2 separate regions of the Anas platyrhynchos genome follow, and region 2 is linked to region 1. The links are chromatin contacts, called in public Hi-C maps. All regions are on one chromosome and are shown on one strand. The core of a region is the stretch at or near the end of the contact, and the rest is flanking DNA. Distances in the headings are between cores, read along the strand shown. Region 1 has its middle 14 kb from the start of SYNE2. Region 2 overlaps SYNE2 (spectrin repeat containing nuclear envelope protein 2).

The links. Hi-C and Micro-C count contacts between places; a contact is called where the count stands out from the background.
Region 2: a Hi-C map of skeletal muscle shows a contact between it and region 1, with 3 times the contacts expected there. The contact joins two enhancer-like sites. A contact is called at or near these places in 2 of 8 Hi-C or Micro-C datasets (F1 follicle and skeletal muscle).

The regions. Positions count from the first base shown.
Region 1 is chr5:7,514,047-7,516,746 of IASCAAS_PekinDuck_T2T, forward strand. No RefSeq gene overlaps it. Among named protein-coding and RNA genes, the nearest start is that of SYNE2, 14 kb to the right of the region's middle. Within about 2 kb of position 1,330, at least 2 of the 8 cell types and tissues checked have an H3K27ac peak or open chromatin away from gene starts, as enhancers often do.
Region 2 is chr5:7,662,223-7,664,987 of IASCAAS_PekinDuck_T2T, forward strand. SYNE2 (spectrin repeat containing nuclear envelope protein 2) reads left to right here. Exons shown (of 117, transcript XM_072038196.1): 86 at 629-784; 87 at 2,394-2,543. Among named protein-coding and RNA genes, the nearest start is that of TRNAL-CAG, 68 kb to the left of the region's middle. Within about 2 kb of position 1,434, at least 1 of the 8 cell types and tissues checked has an H3K27ac peak or open chromatin away from gene starts, as enhancers often do.

The DNA.
Region 1 (2,700 bases), core at 80-2,579:
ACAGAAAGGGAGACTGAAGATGGAACCTCTTTAGGCAAATGAATTTCATCGCCAGAACAGGAGGCTTAGCAGGTCAAGCTACGCAATTAGAGTAATTACCGATAAATGTTCAGTTTTTTAAATACGTCTGTACACACACCCCAGGCCTGATGGTCGCTACAGGTAGTAGGTGCATAAAATGTGCTGATCCCGGTGTCAAATAAATCCCAGCATTTATGAAATCACGCTGACAGAATTGCATCTGTGGAGCTAGAGGAGGAGGGGAGACATGTAGGAAAATATCCAGCAGCACCAGCATTGCCCTGGCTGGCACGGGGCTGGGAGGTTGGGATATGGGAGCAGGGAGCAAGGAAAACTAACCCAATATCTGGCTTGTGCACACTGCGACCTGCTCGGGGTCATGGGGCGTTGCTCTGAAGACACCTCATTTCATTCTTCTTCCTGCAGCACTTGGCCACAGAAAGCCCTTCAGGCGTCCCGGGGCAGGTACAGCGTGGGTGAGGAGAAACCTAAAGCAGTGGGATGGAAATTTGTGGCAAAAAATAAAAGGGACCAGGGATGAAAATTCTGGAAATGTGCCCTGTTTGTAGGGCTGTGAGGAGCAGCGTTCCCAGCCTCTGTGCAAAAGCTTTGTAATATTGCTTGGAGTAAGTTAGTCTGCTTTCCAGATGAAGGTAAAGAGAAACTTGTGTGAGAGTGAGAAGGCACACGCGAGCCTCCCAGGACACTCACCTTCAGCTTTCTGTGCTCATTTAAGTTAATTAGAATGAGGCTAATTTAGGGGATGGGTGTGGGTGTCTGTGTGTCAGAGTGCCTGGAAGCTCTGGCAGTGGTACACAGACTCAACCTTTCTGTTCACTGAATACTTCCAGAGGTGCAGCAGCTGAAATTCGGTGACCTGTCCCCACCAACACCTCCCACATGCCCAGATCCCTGCGTGACTGCAGGACACGTGCAGTGGGTCCTCTGCTCTCCGCAACCCCTCAGGCCCTGGCTGTACATTCAGTACAACTGCTTCATTCCTGTCCCAAAATGGGGGATTTATTATCAAGTCTCACCCACATGGGCACCAGAGGCATGAAGGAAGCCTCACACAATGCAGGTAGCTCAGAGCATTATGCTAGGAGATGTTCTTGTCTGCAGAACCCCTTGCTGACATAGGGACTCCGTATTTATTGTGCTTTACGGGGACAAGGTGGGGATGAAAATAAGCAAAAAAGGAGCTCTGCTTCTTGGCCACCTCTAGCGGGGAATGTGAGAGATTTCCTGACTCTCGGCAGCCAACTCAGTTATCAGCGTGAGCAGCTGTGCAGAAGCAAGGGGAGCTCTGCATTTGTGAGCTGAGCGATAACAGAGATGGAAAAGAGGAATGGGACCGAGAGGCGTTCGCTCAGCAATGCTCAGGCTGCCTGCAGGCTGCAGGGAGCTGCGAGGCACCAGCCAGTTCTAGTAGGATGGCAGCAGCCCTTCCAGCCTCCTCGTCTGTGCTGGGCAGGGCGCAGTGCCAGTGTGTGTATGTCTGCTGTGCGCCTGGGGTGGGTGCTGGTGTGCTTCTGCAAACTGAAAGCACGTACAGAAATTAACACTTATGGTAAGTCTGAAACACTGACACCCTTCTGCCCAAAGAAATGATGCTGGGAGGTGGTGTTCAGTCTCCAAATCTGCTATTCAAGACCAGAAGTAAATACTATAAGGCACTCCAGTGCTGGCATGATTGCCTGGTTGATGCACATTGCTATTTCCATGCAATTAAGTTTGCTCTACTCCAAGCAAACAAAACTTGGTGCGGATGGGATACTTTTGGCTTCTTTCAGCAGCTGAACCTTTGCTTTGTGTGAGGTTTTGCTGATGAAGTATCAGGTTGGTGTCCCAGTAAAGCCTTAACGAAGTATGCAACAGCAGAGGCAAACAAAAGAAAAAAAAAAAAGAAAAAGAAAAAAAAGAGGAAAAGAAAAAAGAAATAAAAGAGAAAAAAAGACATGGAGATGTAACAAGTAAAATCATGTATGGTTGCAAGGACATGAGGCACTGGGAACTGCTATTGAGGACAATTTGCTTTGAAAGAAGCTATTGCAGTGGAAATCACTTCAGAAACCCCGTCCCCTCCTGATGCCCACATCTCCTTGAGCTGGCCACAGGGTATGGATGAGGAGGGTGCAGCATCCCTCTGCATTTACATCCTGCTCCTCTCACAGGCAGGCAGGGGCCTTTCAGGGTCTGTGAGCTTGCTGCAGCCCTGAAAGAGGTATTGTGAGACACAGGACTCTTTATTCAGGGAGAGGCTTTATTGCCTATTTAATACACTTGCAGAGCAGAAAACATGAGTCAAGTATTTACCCAGAGATTTAGCCTGGACGCTATAGTAATCCTGAATAATCCCAACATTTTAAATTTGGTTTAGGTTTTAACCTGAACTGAGGAATGTTTTATCTCTCTGTGTAACTGAAATCATTATTGAAGGCTGTGATTAAACGTGGGGAGTGCACATTAATTTTTTCTTTGTTAAAAAAAAAAAAAAAGTCATGTTTTGTAAATTTATTTTGCATCCATAAGAATCTTCTTTTTAAGGAACTCCATAAATAAAGCGAAACTAGACATTTTCCTCTACATATTGCTAAAGCACGTGCCCTATTTGATTACAGGTTTGATTTAAGTCAAGGCAAAGAAGAAAAAAAAAAAAACAGGAAGTTTTCACAGGTT
Region 2 (2,765 bases), core at 184-2,683, 150 kb after region 1:
AAAAGACCAGGGGAAGGGCAGAATCCAAAAACACAAACGGAACCCTTGTACCATGTTCCTCTTTCATCTGTTCCTCTTCTGAGCTTGCAGGACACTGGGACAAGCTGCCCTCCCTGATGCAAAAAATGTTGATCAAACAGAATATTCCCAAATTTTTCTGACTCGGAAAGTCTCCAGAAACATTTCCAAGTGGAAAATTCAGTTCTTGCACAGTGATGAAAGTTTTGTGGGAGAAAAGGTTATCTTCTCTGTTTTCAAGGAACCACATTCTAGTATTTAGTGGATTCTCAGGGCTAAGACTGAAGATATGAGACTTTTCCCTTGCTTGTAACCTTGCTTGTCAGTAACTTTGTCAGTGGGTTCTAGGGCAAATGAGATTTTCATACTCTGTATGATCTTGCCAAGGTAGACAAGGCCCCCAACTTCTCAGATGCACAGTCTGCCAGCTTCAGATCCCACAATGCCTTGTTCCCTTTCAAAACATTTATATTCAAAATACTTTTTACATTTACATTCGAAGTATTATTTAAATAAAATACTGTAATCTCAAATTTAGTTATGGAAGGGGGAACCCTGTTTCTTCCCACCTCTAGATTTAAGTAAGTTAAAATATTTCTGTAACTTTCAGATACAAGACCTGGAACACCTTTTGGAAGATATTACTGAAAATGAGAACAAAGCACAGACTCTACACAACTGGCTGGAAGCTCAGAGTGATCGACTAAGATCTTTACAAACCCCAGAAAGTCTGATGTCTGCGCAGAACACATTAGATGATTGCAAGGTAAAGCATTATGTGTGGATTATTATTGTCCAAAACGTATGAAACACTTTGCTGAATCCAGCCTAAAGAGCTGCACAGATTTTAACAGAAAAACATGTAAAAGAAGTTGCTGTTTCCTAGAAGAGTAATACAGTGTAACGTCAAAGCATGGTAAGTTTTGGTAGTAAAGACCTAGACCCACCAATGATGTGAATTGCTTTTTTTTTTTTTTTCCTCCATTTGAAGACACACCTACTGTTGTTTCATGGTGTTTGGAATGTGCAGCAATATTATAGAACATATTCTGAGATGCCTTCAAAAGAGAGAGTTCTCTTGGTTCGACACAGCTATGGATAAAGCTATTGTTCCATTAATTTGAAGAGCTCTGTGGTGGTTATGTTGTGGGAACTGCACAGTCTCATTTGGAAAAGTAGTAACTGTCCATACTCCAGCACTAGAATGTAATTTCTGTGCACCAGCCTCAAGAATCTAGGTATACTTCGGTTTTGTTGAATTTTTCTAGGCACCGGGCTCCCTCAAAATTAGAACAGATGCAGCCAGCTAATAACTGAATCCTATTACTCTGGCAGTCTGCTGTTTTCGTTCAGTACAGTATTCCATTTCTATTTTTTTACGCTGAATATTTGTTCTTTCATTTCCATGGTTACATGTCTCTCTCTCATAGTAGGCTGCTATTATTCCCCAGAGTGTTCTGGTATACACTGAGTTACTCATCTCCCTGAAGCACTCTGAAATGCACTGAAGGGTCCAAATGGAAGAAAGGCACGGGGTATCTTTGACTAAAATACCACCCTACTCACAGCAAAATACAGTGCTGAGATTCAGGTGGCTAAGATGTTTAATTACAATTTTTTGCTCAATAAAAATGAGATCAAAATTTGATTATGTTTTGGGGACAGTAGTTGCGGGGAAAAGGTCATAACTTAATGTGTTGTATTACAGGGAAATGTCCGTAGTGTGTATGAGTATTTACTCATGCTGTGAAAAAGTCACTGATGAGCTTTATCCAGCATGTCAAGACTAAGAACCTTGCTGACTGTGTTGAGGAAGCTATTCTCCCAAGCATTTATTTTAGTGGTTTCTCTCCCATGAGAGAAAGTCTCTGACTAAGCAGGCAAGCAGAAGATAACTTTCTAGAAGTTTTTAGGATGTTGGGTACTTTTCTCCTATTGCAATGTCAGTTCCTATCTTCCTGGGTCTCCTGGAGCAGAGGAGGACCTGAACGCTAACCTGCCTGAAGAAAAGTTGACCTGCATTAATGTAAAAACTTTCTATGTCTGGAGAGGTACAGAGAGGCCTGCATAGTGGCTGAGGAATTAGTTCTTGCAGATTTCATTTCCAGGCATGATGTCCAGTGCTTATGCTGACACTAAATGGACTGGTTCTAGCTCCAGCTGCAGGAGACTGCCTAAAGCAGCTGCTGTCATTTTATATACCTGTAAAGAAGTCATTGTGAATCAGTTGTAAAATGGTGGTGGTGATGTATGGCTGAAGGGGCTGGTTTTAAAGAAGGAATGTTTATCTAAACTCCTCATATAGAAGAGTTTTTCTATAGTCTCATTAAAAGATCTAATTTATCTTCATTTTCTCTCTCTCTTTTTTCGTCTAGGACCTAGAAAATCAGCTTGCAACTAAATCCAAAATGCTCGATGAGCTCATACAGACTGTAGCTTTAAATGAAAGTGCAGAACAATCCCCGGAAGCTGCGCCTTTCAGGATAGCTGAGCTGTGTGAAATGAGGGACAACGTTGTCAGCCAGGTAAAGGGTTTGATTGCATTCAGATTTCCTCGTATACATATTCTTTCCACCAGTATTCTTAATCTTCTTCATGAAATGGCAGGAGCTGGTGCAAAAAAATTGTTAAGTATTCTTGAACTTAACCTTCCTAAGAACTTCCTTTTAAGTCTCTGTCATGCCAAAAGTTAATGTGTCCAAGGATGAGAGCAAGAAAAAGTCCACTTTCAAAGCAGTTTGAATACA